Linked DNA regions of Sus scrofa: region 1 is linked to region 2. The links are chromatin contacts, called in public Hi-C maps. All regions are on one chromosome and are shown on one strand. Each heading gives the region's core, a stretch centred on a gene start, on an enhancer-like site or on the middle of the called end of the contact. The rest is flanking DNA. Distances are from core to core; before and after follow the strand shown. Region 1 overlaps LOC110259504 (a long non-coding RNA gene). Region 2 has its middle 12 kb from the start of CXXC5.

The links. Hi-C and Micro-C count contacts between places; a contact is called where the count stands out from the background.
Region 1: a Hi-C map of omental adipose tissue shows a contact between it and region 2, with 2.9 times the contacts expected there. The contact joins two enhancer-like sites. A contact is called at or near these places in 3 of 5 promoter capture datasets (fetal liver, fetal skeletal muscle and liver), 26 of 47 Hi-C or Micro-C datasets (blood, brain, embryonic fibroblasts and 12 more) and 2 of 2 datasets of contacts at active chromatin or transcription factors (alveolar macrophages and skeletal muscle).

What each region holds. Positions count from the first base shown.
Region 1 is chr2:141,571,960-141,576,886 of Sscrofa11.1, forward strand. All of the region lies in intron 5 of LOC110259504 (a long non-coding RNA gene), which reads left to right. Among named protein-coding and RNA genes, the nearest start is that of PSD2, 17 kb to the right of the region's middle. Within about 2 kb of position 3,447, at least 6 of the 83 cell types and tissues checked have an H3K27ac peak or open chromatin away from gene starts, as enhancers often do. A contact at or near this core is called in omental adipose tissue, where this site is marked.
Region 2 is chr2:141,466,427-141,471,137 of Sscrofa11.1, forward strand. No RefSeq gene overlaps it. Among named protein-coding and RNA genes, the nearest start is that of CXXC5, 12 kb to the right of the region's middle. Within about 2 kb of position 2,900, at least 61 of the 83 cell types and tissues checked have an H3K27ac peak or open chromatin away from gene starts, as enhancers often do. A contact at or near this core is called in omental adipose tissue, where this site is marked.

The DNA of each region.
Region 1 (4,927 bases), core at 2,197-4,696, 110 kb after region 2:
CCGGCCCCCCTTTCATGTCTGCCGCGCCTCCCGCCATTATCTCCCTGCGCCGCGCGGCGTAATTCGATGCCAATCAGGTTGGGGCGCTGAGGCCAGCGGATCAAAGCCGGGGCCGCCGCGCGGGAGGGAGTCGGAGTGGGCGGGGGGGGGGGGAGCAGGCCGCCGCCCCCCTGCCCCGCGCCCCCGCTCTTCGCCCCCGCCCCGGGATCGGGGCGCCCACCGTGTGTCCCGCCCAAGAGCCCCCAGGGTCTCACCCGACCCGGGAGGCGGTTCAGAAACCCGCGTGGAGGGACGCGGTGGCCGGTGGCTCCAGGGCCCCTCGGGGGCTGGAGGCTGGAGGTGGTTTTTCTGGAGGGCCTGGCCTTGAGGCGGAACCTTGAAAGATTTGGGTCACACAAGTGGAGCTTGCAGAGAGATGGCATTTTGGGTGGAGGGACCAGCTTGGGCAGAGGCAGGGCCCAGCAGTGTTTGAGGGCTAGAGAAGAGGCTGGCAGATTGTTCTGGCTCCGCGGTGGTGCTGGGTCCCCGGGGCACGGAGCCAGGGAGGGCTCTTGAGAGGAGAAGGTCAGCATCTCCCCTGGCCTTCTGACGGTTTTTCTGGTGGTGTCTGCTGCCTGCTGGAAGGCCTGCTGACTCAGTTTTCCCCTCTGGGAAATGGGGGCCCTGTCAGCTTCCTGCATGGTGAACATGGTAGAACAAGCAAAGACAAGCACGGCTCGCACTTAGGGAGTCCTCACTGTTTGCTAGGTTTGGCCCCAATCCTGTTCCAGCCGCCAACAGCCCTGCGCAGTTGAAAGTCATTTTACAGATGAGCAGCTAGAGGCCCTGAGAGGTAAAGTGATGGGCCCAAGTTTCCACAGCCGGAGGGCCGCGATCGAGATTTAAACCAGGCTGATAGACCCAGAGCTCCCAGGAAGAGGGCCTTCCCCTGGGGCAGTCCCTGCCCGGCCCTCTCCCCTCTGCCACCCCACCAGAGCCTTGGGGGAGGGATGGGGGTAAAGGGTTTGAAGCTGCCTGTGTGGGGTGGGGATGATTCCAGAGTCGGCTGGGTGGGGAGGGAGACCAGAATCCTCCCTCCTCTGTTGCTTACAAGCCCTTGGCCTTGGCCAAGTCAAGACTGCTTGTCCCCAGTCTGTATCTTGGTCTGTAAATTGGGGTTAACAATCTTTCCCTGCTTGTCTCTGGAGTCACTGAGTCAACCCAGCAAAGGGTATTTTGAAAGTAAGATGTAATAAAAATGGGAGGTTTTCTTATTTCTTATCACCATCAGCCGAGGACTTAGGGTGGAGGCGGGGTGTCTGCCCGCCAGTCCCGGCAGAGGGTGGAAAGCCACTTTCTCCCCCAAAGGAAATGCCAGTGTTTGGTCCCCGGGGTTTGGGGGGGGAGCCGTTCCCCTACCCCCCACTCCTGAGAGGGAGAGAAATAGATTTTCTCTCCCAAATAGTTCTGGGTCTTCACAACTCTAGATATCTCAGCCCAGAGAAGGTTCTGAGACAACCACACGGTTGTCAGAACATAAGACATGTTTCTGTTCTCAACTAAAAGCAGGTCCTCAAGGGTCCCAGCCCGCTAGGGGCCCCACCTCTGTCCTCTAGCCCCTAACCCTCGGATCTAGGCTCTTAGAGGCGGGGGTGGGGAGTGGAGGCCCCTGAGCCCTTGGCGCCTTCTGGGTGGTGGGTCTGTGCTGGCACTGGGCAGACGGCTGTAGGAGGCCCACTAGAGAGGGCCCGTTCCGGTGGCGGTGGCAGCGAGCACACAGAACTCCCCGTGGGCCTGGGGGCACCGTCTCTTCCTGGAGGGACAAATGCGTTCGATTGAGAGGAATGAAGAGACGAGGGCTGGGGACAGGATGCACATTTCAGGAACATGCCAAGCCCGGGGGCCTGAAAGGATAGGGCACAGTGAGTGTTTCTGGAGGTGGGATGAGCAGGGGGCAGGACAGGAGAGCCCGCTGAATTCCCAAAGGGCAGAGCCTGAGGGCTGCGAGGGCGCCGGGGACCCAGGGCCAAAAGTCACCCTAGCGCGGCCTCCTTATCTGTACTGTGGGCACAGGCATGCTCCGCACAAGCCTCCTGCCCACTAGGGCAGCCGGCCTGGATGGGAGGTAACTGAGATGGGCGGCGGCGGGGGGGGGGGGGGCATGAGTGCTTTCTGTCCCTCTCCCACTGGGGAACTGAGTTCTGGCCAGAGGCTGGGGTGAGGAGGCAGGGGTGAGGGGCTGTGTCTCCACATGCCTGGTCTGGGCTGCCACTTGGTCGAGGTGGCCCTGATTCGCACGCAGCCCCGGGGAATGGGAGCCTGGAGCTCTGGCAGCGGCTCCCGCTGGGGAAGGGCACCGCGGCAGGACAACTGCTCTCCACTGGATGCCTCTGCAGGGCCCCACCGCAGGCCTGACCAGGGCTTTTAGTTTGCCGTCTGTTGGTCCTGCACGTCCTACCCTCCCCAAGGAGGACCGATGCCCCCCATCCTCCATCCATGCCTCCGGGGGCGCCCCCGTCTGGAGGGAGCTGGGGGCCTGCGCGTGTTGGGGAAGGGGGTGTCTGCGCCGCACACCGCAGATCCCAGCTGCCGCTGGACGCTGAAAAATCCAATTTTCTTCCTAATTGCCACGGCCCGCGCTCGCTCTCCCCTCACAGCCTACTTGTGCTTGGCGGCGCCTCGGTGCCCCCACGCTCCCCCTGCTCCTGCCTCCCGCCGCCCACCCCACGGCGGACGCTGCCCCCCCCTCGCGGTCACCCGTGTCGGGCCGCCCCATTTATCATGAGCGCGGCCGGGAGGGGCCCGGGAGCGGCCGGCCCCCGCCCTGGGCTCCCTGACGAAATCGTCCTTTTCTGCGGCGGATGACAGGTTGTGGGAACAACAGCTTGAATTACGGAAAGAAGTTTCCCCACTGAGTTAATCTGCAGTGGCTGGAGGTGACCTTCTGGAGACGGCGATTAATCACGGGCCGTGGCGGGCGCCGCGCCACGCCGGGCCCTTTGGGGGAATACTAATTCCACTACAAGATAAATCATAATTTGACAATAATCATCTGCCCTAATCACTCCAATTCTTCCGTTTAATTATTTGTATACACCGTGTTTCTTCATCGAGGACCCCGTGTGCCCATGGGTGGGCACCGGATGGCCGCCTGGGCCCAGACCCCTCTCTGCCCCTGAGCGCTGTGGGTGTGCCTGCGGAGACCCGATGCGGACCTGCTTGCGGGTACGCGGGTGCTCGGAGCTGGGGAAACGGAGGCTCAGAGAGCAGCCAGGCCTTGCCCAAGGTCCCAGGGCAAGCTTGGGGCGAGCCAGGCCAAGCCTGTAAGGTGCAATCCTGGGAGCACCCTCTGCCCCGCCCTGCTGAGGAGTGGGCCCAGCTCCCTGGCCGCCACCCCCAGTCTGCTGGGATGCAGGTCCCACTTGCCATCTGTCAGCATGGACAGGGCTGCTGGCTGCTTCCACTCTGCTCACCCAAGCCCTGGGCCTGGCTGTCCACTCCGGACACGAGAGGCAGCGGGTGTGGGCATCTGAGCAGGCGTGGCCTGCGCCTGCCTCCCAGGTGCCTCTGTGTGACTGCTGGCAGTGGACAGGACCTCTCGGAGTCTGTAGCCTTTACCTATAAATTGGGTGAGGCACCCTCTCTTCCAGGGTGGGGGCGCCCTGGCCTGGCGCCAGATCCGCAAGGGTGCTCGCAGGCACCTCCTCCTGCTGCTCCTTGTTCTGTGAGGGCCTAACCCCTGGAGCCCTGCGTCTCCTCCCTCCATCCGCCCTCCCAGATCTGGCTGCTGCCCTGCTCCGTCCCTGGGCTGCTAGGGGAGGATCTCGCTCTGCCCCTTGGGTCTCCCTTGGAGAGGCTGGCTGGGCGGCTGGCAGCTCTGGCTCCCTGAAGCAGGAATTGGAATGACTCAGGGTCTTTCTGCTTCCAGGCCAGCTGCCAGCGTGCCGTGGAGGGGGCAGTGGTAAGCGGGGGGGGGGGAGGGGGGACAGTAGGGGCTGTTGAAGGCAGCATGGCCCCCGACACGGGCCCTGTATGGGAACCGTGGTGTGCCTTTGTGGCCTGTGAGAGGGATGGCGTCCCCAGGCAAGAGCCAAAAGCCTAGGTGGGTACCGATGGGGCTACAGCCGTAGAGGATGCTGTGGCCATGACAATGAAAATAATGATAACACTATTGAAGGTTCATTCCCAGCAGCAGCCCAACTAGGGGTCACCTGGTCCCAGGGGTGGTCTATGGTCGGCTGAAGGTGGAGACACAGCCCTTATCCTCGGGCTGCCCTAGACTCAGGGAAGAGATGTGGCCTTTTGCTCAGATCTGAGAGAGAAGAAAGAAGTGAGGGGACAATACAGACCACAGGCTTAGCCCGCCGCACTTGTGGAGCTCCTTCCAGGGGCAAGACCCCAGGCTTAACACTGCCTTTTTCCCATCTCTGAGTCCTCGTGATCATGTGTGAGTGAGGTAGGATGTGAGCCCATTTTGCAGGTGAGAAAATCAAGCCTCATGGAGGTGAAGTCACTTGCTTTGTGTCACCAAACCTGTGCAGACAGGTTGGGATTTGAACTCAGCCTCCTCCTCCTCCTTTCCTTTTCATCTCCCAGAAATCTTTTTTTTTTTTTTTTTTTTTGTCTTTTTGCCTTTTCTAGGGCTGCTCCCACAGCATGTGGAGGTTCCCAGGCGAGGGGTCAAATTGGAGCTGTTGCCGCCGGCCTATGCCAGAGCCACAGCAACACGGGATCTGAGCCGTGTCTGCGACCTACACCAGAGCTCACGGCAACACTGGATCTTTAACCCACTGAGTGAGGCCAGGGATCGAACCTGCAACCTCATGGTTCCTAGTCAGATTCGTTAACCACTGAGCCACAACGGGAACTCCTCTCAGATATCTTTTTTTTTTGTTTTTGTTTTTGTTTTTTTAGGGTTGCACCTGTGGCATGTGGACGTTCCCAGACT
Region 2 (4,711 bases), core at 1,650-4,149:
GTGGGAGAGTGTATGTCTGCTTGTGTGTGTGAGTTTGTGCCGGAGAGGGCTCCTATGTGTGCAGGAACTTGTGAGTGGATGAGAGAATCGTGAGCGTGAACATTCCTTAGTGCTTATGCATACGGGTGTGAGCCTAAGCTGTGTAGCCTTTTGGAGAAGCAGAAGTCAAACAGATTTGAATCACAGGCCCTTGACTTTTCAGTGTGTGTGTGTGTGTGTGTTTGTGTGTGTACTTTTAGGGCTCAGTTGTATATTCTAATTTATCTTTACTTTGCATGGTTTTCTCATCTATTAAATGGGTAGGTGGCCCACAGCCTGGTCCATAGTCAATGCATGCTGGAAAATGGGCTTATCAAATTAAAGGGTTGTGGCTGCGGGTACTTATGCATTCAAGGAAGTAGCATGGGTAGTGGGACATTGAGCCAGAGGATTTTGAGCAGGACCGGCTCCTGGGATACTCAGGGACTTGCGATAGGCTGTCTTGGGCCCCTTTGGGGCCTATGCCTTACATGCCACCTGGGCGCAAGGCCTGCGAAAATGTGCCCCAAAACAGAATGGGTAGGTAGATGGACTTGCCTGGCCAGCCTGTGTGTCCCTGCACAATGAGGTTTGTGTCCCTATACTTCTTTGGGGGGGACAGAAGGGAAACCCAGCTACCTTTTCTGGTAAATAAAAGCCTGGAAGGGGGCTGCTGGGAAGAGCTGCCTCCAGCCAGCTGGGAATGGGGCTGATGTGGAGGGGGCCAGACCTCACCCAGCTATTTCCTGGCCCTGCCTAAGGGAAGAGACCTGAGTGGTGGTAGCACTGCCCACAGACCAGGATCCTTGCTTTCCCCGTACCAGGTCACAGGCTCTCCTAAAGAGTGTCTCTGTGCATGTGTGAGCTTGCACGAGGTCTGGAAAGGAGGGAGGTGTTGGACTCTTGGATCAGCAGGTAGGTTTTACAATCTAGGCACAGAAAGGTTGGGAAATTAGCCAGTGTTACACAGCCAGGCAAAATGAGGGAATGTTTGAAGTCTTTTCTGAGGGACCCTCAGAAAGTGGGATAGTGGGAGCCCCCCGGATGCAAGGGAATCCTAGAAGCTTCTAGGAGGGCCCAGACCTTAATAGGAGGAAATGAGGGGTCAAGGTGCTGCTGGCCCTACGCTGGAACCATACGAGTGCCCTAGAGGGGTGTGTTGAAGGAATGAGGGATCTTAGCCTTGTTCCCACACACATGCACCTCTAGGAGACGGAGTGGAGGCAGCGGTTGAGGTCAGGGGCCAGCCAGCCCTCTTTCCTGCTTTAGATTTGGACTAGGGTGGGCTTTTCTGAGGGTTTCAGAACTGATGCCTCAGTTTCTCTACAAGAAATGGAGGGATGGAGAGAGAGAGACTGGTTAGAGATGGTCCTTAGGGAGCTTATGTAGAAGGTTCTGGGACCCTGTTAAAACTGAGCCAATCTCTGCTGAGTGGGTGGTTCTACAACTTTGTGAGGGTGGCAGGAATTGGGGCCGGTAGCTCTGTACCAGGTCAGTTGCACCTGATGAATCCTGGGGGTGGTTTCCCCACCAGGGTCCCAGAGCATGTGGCCGGTGTGGCAGTGTACCAGGGGTAGTGATGTCTGTGACCACTCTGAGTGAGTGCAGCAGTGTGAGTTGTTTGTGACACTTGTGTTTCCCAGGTGTGTGTAATGGCAGAGCTAGTTTTACTGCTGGGATGAATCAGGTTCCTGGAGAGGAATGGACCTATCTGGAGAGAGTGCTGCTGTTACGTAGTTACAACCATTATATTGATATGACCTAACTAGTATACAGACATTAAAAGTGATGCCAGTACCCTCTGTATTCTGGGTGCTTACCATGTGTCTGCCCTGTGCCAAGTGCCTAACCTGCAGTAGCTCCTTTGGCTCTGTTAGAACCCCGAGATTTGCCTGTGCCACTGTGTTTATTGTGCCATGTTATATTCATGTTGGGGGATGTGATCCAGCTGCATCCGTGTCTTAGTTGCTCAAGTTGAGCTTGTGGCGGTGTGGGGCCTGTTGTATACCTGGGCTCGCTACCCTGTTGTGTTGCCAGTATGGGGCACCATTGCGGTGTTAAGAGTTTTAAGACCCACCTTGACAATGTTCTTTGCATTGATGGTGCTGATAGATCATTTGGCAGTGTGACTTTTTGGCTTTGTTTTGCAGCCAGAGTATGTAACCCCCTTCTGTTGTGTAGTTGAGACCCGCTAGTGGAGTTTATGACTCATTTTTGTGTCTTGGTGATTTTGTGGGTATCTGGTGTAAGATCTTTGGTTGTAGTGCAGACTGGTTGTGTGATAGTGTGACTGTATTGTTATGTGACTGACCCTATTGTGTGTGTCCATTGGAACCATTTGTTTGACCCCTTGACCTCGTGTCATAACTGTGTCAGCCTGGTGGTGTGCTATAACTTTGGTGAGTGTGCGTCCTTGGTGGGGACAGTGGCCTATCCTTGTACAGATTGTGTGTCCGTGTGACCCCCACTGGGCCGCTGTGTCCCTCTTCGGGTCTGCGTGTTGTTTGACCTCAGCGGTGGATGCCCCCCCCCCCCCCGCCCCGCCCCGCCCCGCTCCTGCCCCGCGGCCCCTCCCCCTGCGCCGCCCGCCAGCCCGCCCGCCCGCGCCGTGCAGCGATCGATCGCCATTGATTGTCCCTGACGAGCTGCTCCACTTTCCAGCCAATGTCAGGAGGGGGGATCTCCGCCGCCCTGGCGGTGTCATTTCCACACACTCCCTGGGCTGCCGCCAGCGCGGACGCCACCAAAAGCCGGCCTGGATCGCCCGGAGCGCGGACCGGACCGCCCGCACCGCACCAGGACGCCCGACGGCGAGGCCTGACCCCCCGCCGGCCGGCTTGCAGCCCTGCACCCAGGCCCCCCCTTCCCTGGGTGGGTGGATATTGTCGCTATACCAGTTTGAGCTGGCCCTGGAGGTGGGGGGCAGGTCGGTGCGCCTCTGCGCTCGGGTGGGGGCGTGGGGGCTGTTTCCGGCGGGCGGAGGCGCCTGCGGGCCAACTTTGCCTTGGCCCAAACAGATGCTAATGATTTTCCGGGAGGCGCCGGTTATCTCTGGCCCCAGCCAGCCAGTGCGCTGGCCTGAGCCCGGCACAGACACCTCCCCACCCTGTCTCTCCCCGCTCTGAGCCCCGCCGCAAGACCACCTCGCCCTGAGTGGACCTCAGAGGTCGCAGAACGCCTGGGGTGGCCCCAGAACGCTGGCTGCAAGGGATTGTTTGCCCCTGTCCCCCCAAGATGCTGCTGCATCCTCCTCTGAGCACCTTCTCAACCCTCCCCCCAACATCTGAACAGGGGAAACTGAGGCTCAGAGAGGCCCAACCCAAGGTCATGCTCATGCTGACCCAGTGCCTGCCCAGATGAGTGGGTCACCCTCTGTCAAGGCCACCTTGTTGGGGACTCACGTCCCTCCTGGCCCCCCTTGGTCCAGGGGCCAGAGCCAGTTTCCAGGCTCCCCAGTGGAAGTGCTGACGTGGCTTTGGGCAGCTGTCTGGGGCTGGCCGGGAAGCAGGGCAGATGTCACAGAGCCCAGGGGAGGAGGCGGCTCCATGGGGAGGACGGGCAGGGCCTCTTGCCTGGTGAGACACGCCTCCTCCCCCTCGGCCTGGCGGTGTCTGGGGCTGGGGCACAGCCGCTGGCCAGGCTGACCCGCCTCCAAGCCTCTCCCCAGTTCCTCTGTGTGGCTGCTGACAAGTGCTATAACCTCTCTGGTCCTCTTCCTCCCCTGTGGAGAAATATTACAGCACCTGCTTTGGATGAGTGTGAGCCTCAGATGAAAGCAGAGGTGTGCACAGCCCCAGTCCAGTACTGGACACGCTGTTCTCGCTCAACATGTGTCAGCTCTTACTGTTGTTGTCTTTGCAAGTGGGGATTTGGTGTGTGCAAAAGCAGAACTGACTCCGAGAGTGGCAGCAGGCTTCAGAGGTCACTCCAGCCAGCCTCCTGCCTTGGTGCCCCTGGCCCTCTGCATTTCTCATGCCTGTCTAGCTTTGTTTCTTCTCTCTGCCTGCTGCCAACCTGCCCCCACCCCCTCTTAGCAGTGTGGTTCCCTCCTATCTGGCGGCCCCATTGGGTCCCTCAAGCAGCACAGCCCCCTGGGAACAGCAATCGATGGGGCGGAACAGCCTCCCTGACAGATGGACCCACGGAGGCTGGGCTGCTTCAGCAGAGCTCCCTAGGAAACCAGAGACAGGAGCTGAGCCATCATGGCTGCCTCCTAAATAGCAATGAGAGGGGGTGGAGAGATGAGGAGGAGGAGGCCAGAGCTTCCAGCCAGCCCAAGGGGATGGGCCCGGAAGGCCAGGGCAGCCCCTGCCTTTTCCATAGTCTCAGAAGCCTCTTGGGGGGAGGGTTCAGTAGAGCTTACTTGGTAGGTAGGGTATGTCTAAGTCCCCCTCCAGGGTAGGTGACTCTGGCCACCGCCCGCTCCATGGGGGCTTTTTCTAACAAGTCCAGAGGCAGGGGGTAGGTGGGTGGGCAGGTTGGCAGGCAGGGCCTTACCACATTCCTCAGGCCACAAGGGGCCTTTGAAGCCAGAATGGCACAAGGACCTTCTCTGCCTGTAGGTGTGGGAGACGATGAGCCTTGGCCCCTATGTGTACATGTGAAGAACGCCTCCTGCGTCTTACCAGGCTCCCAGATTAGTCAGAGACTTCCTCCCAGGATTTTTCAACCTCGGTACTCTTGAGATTTGGAG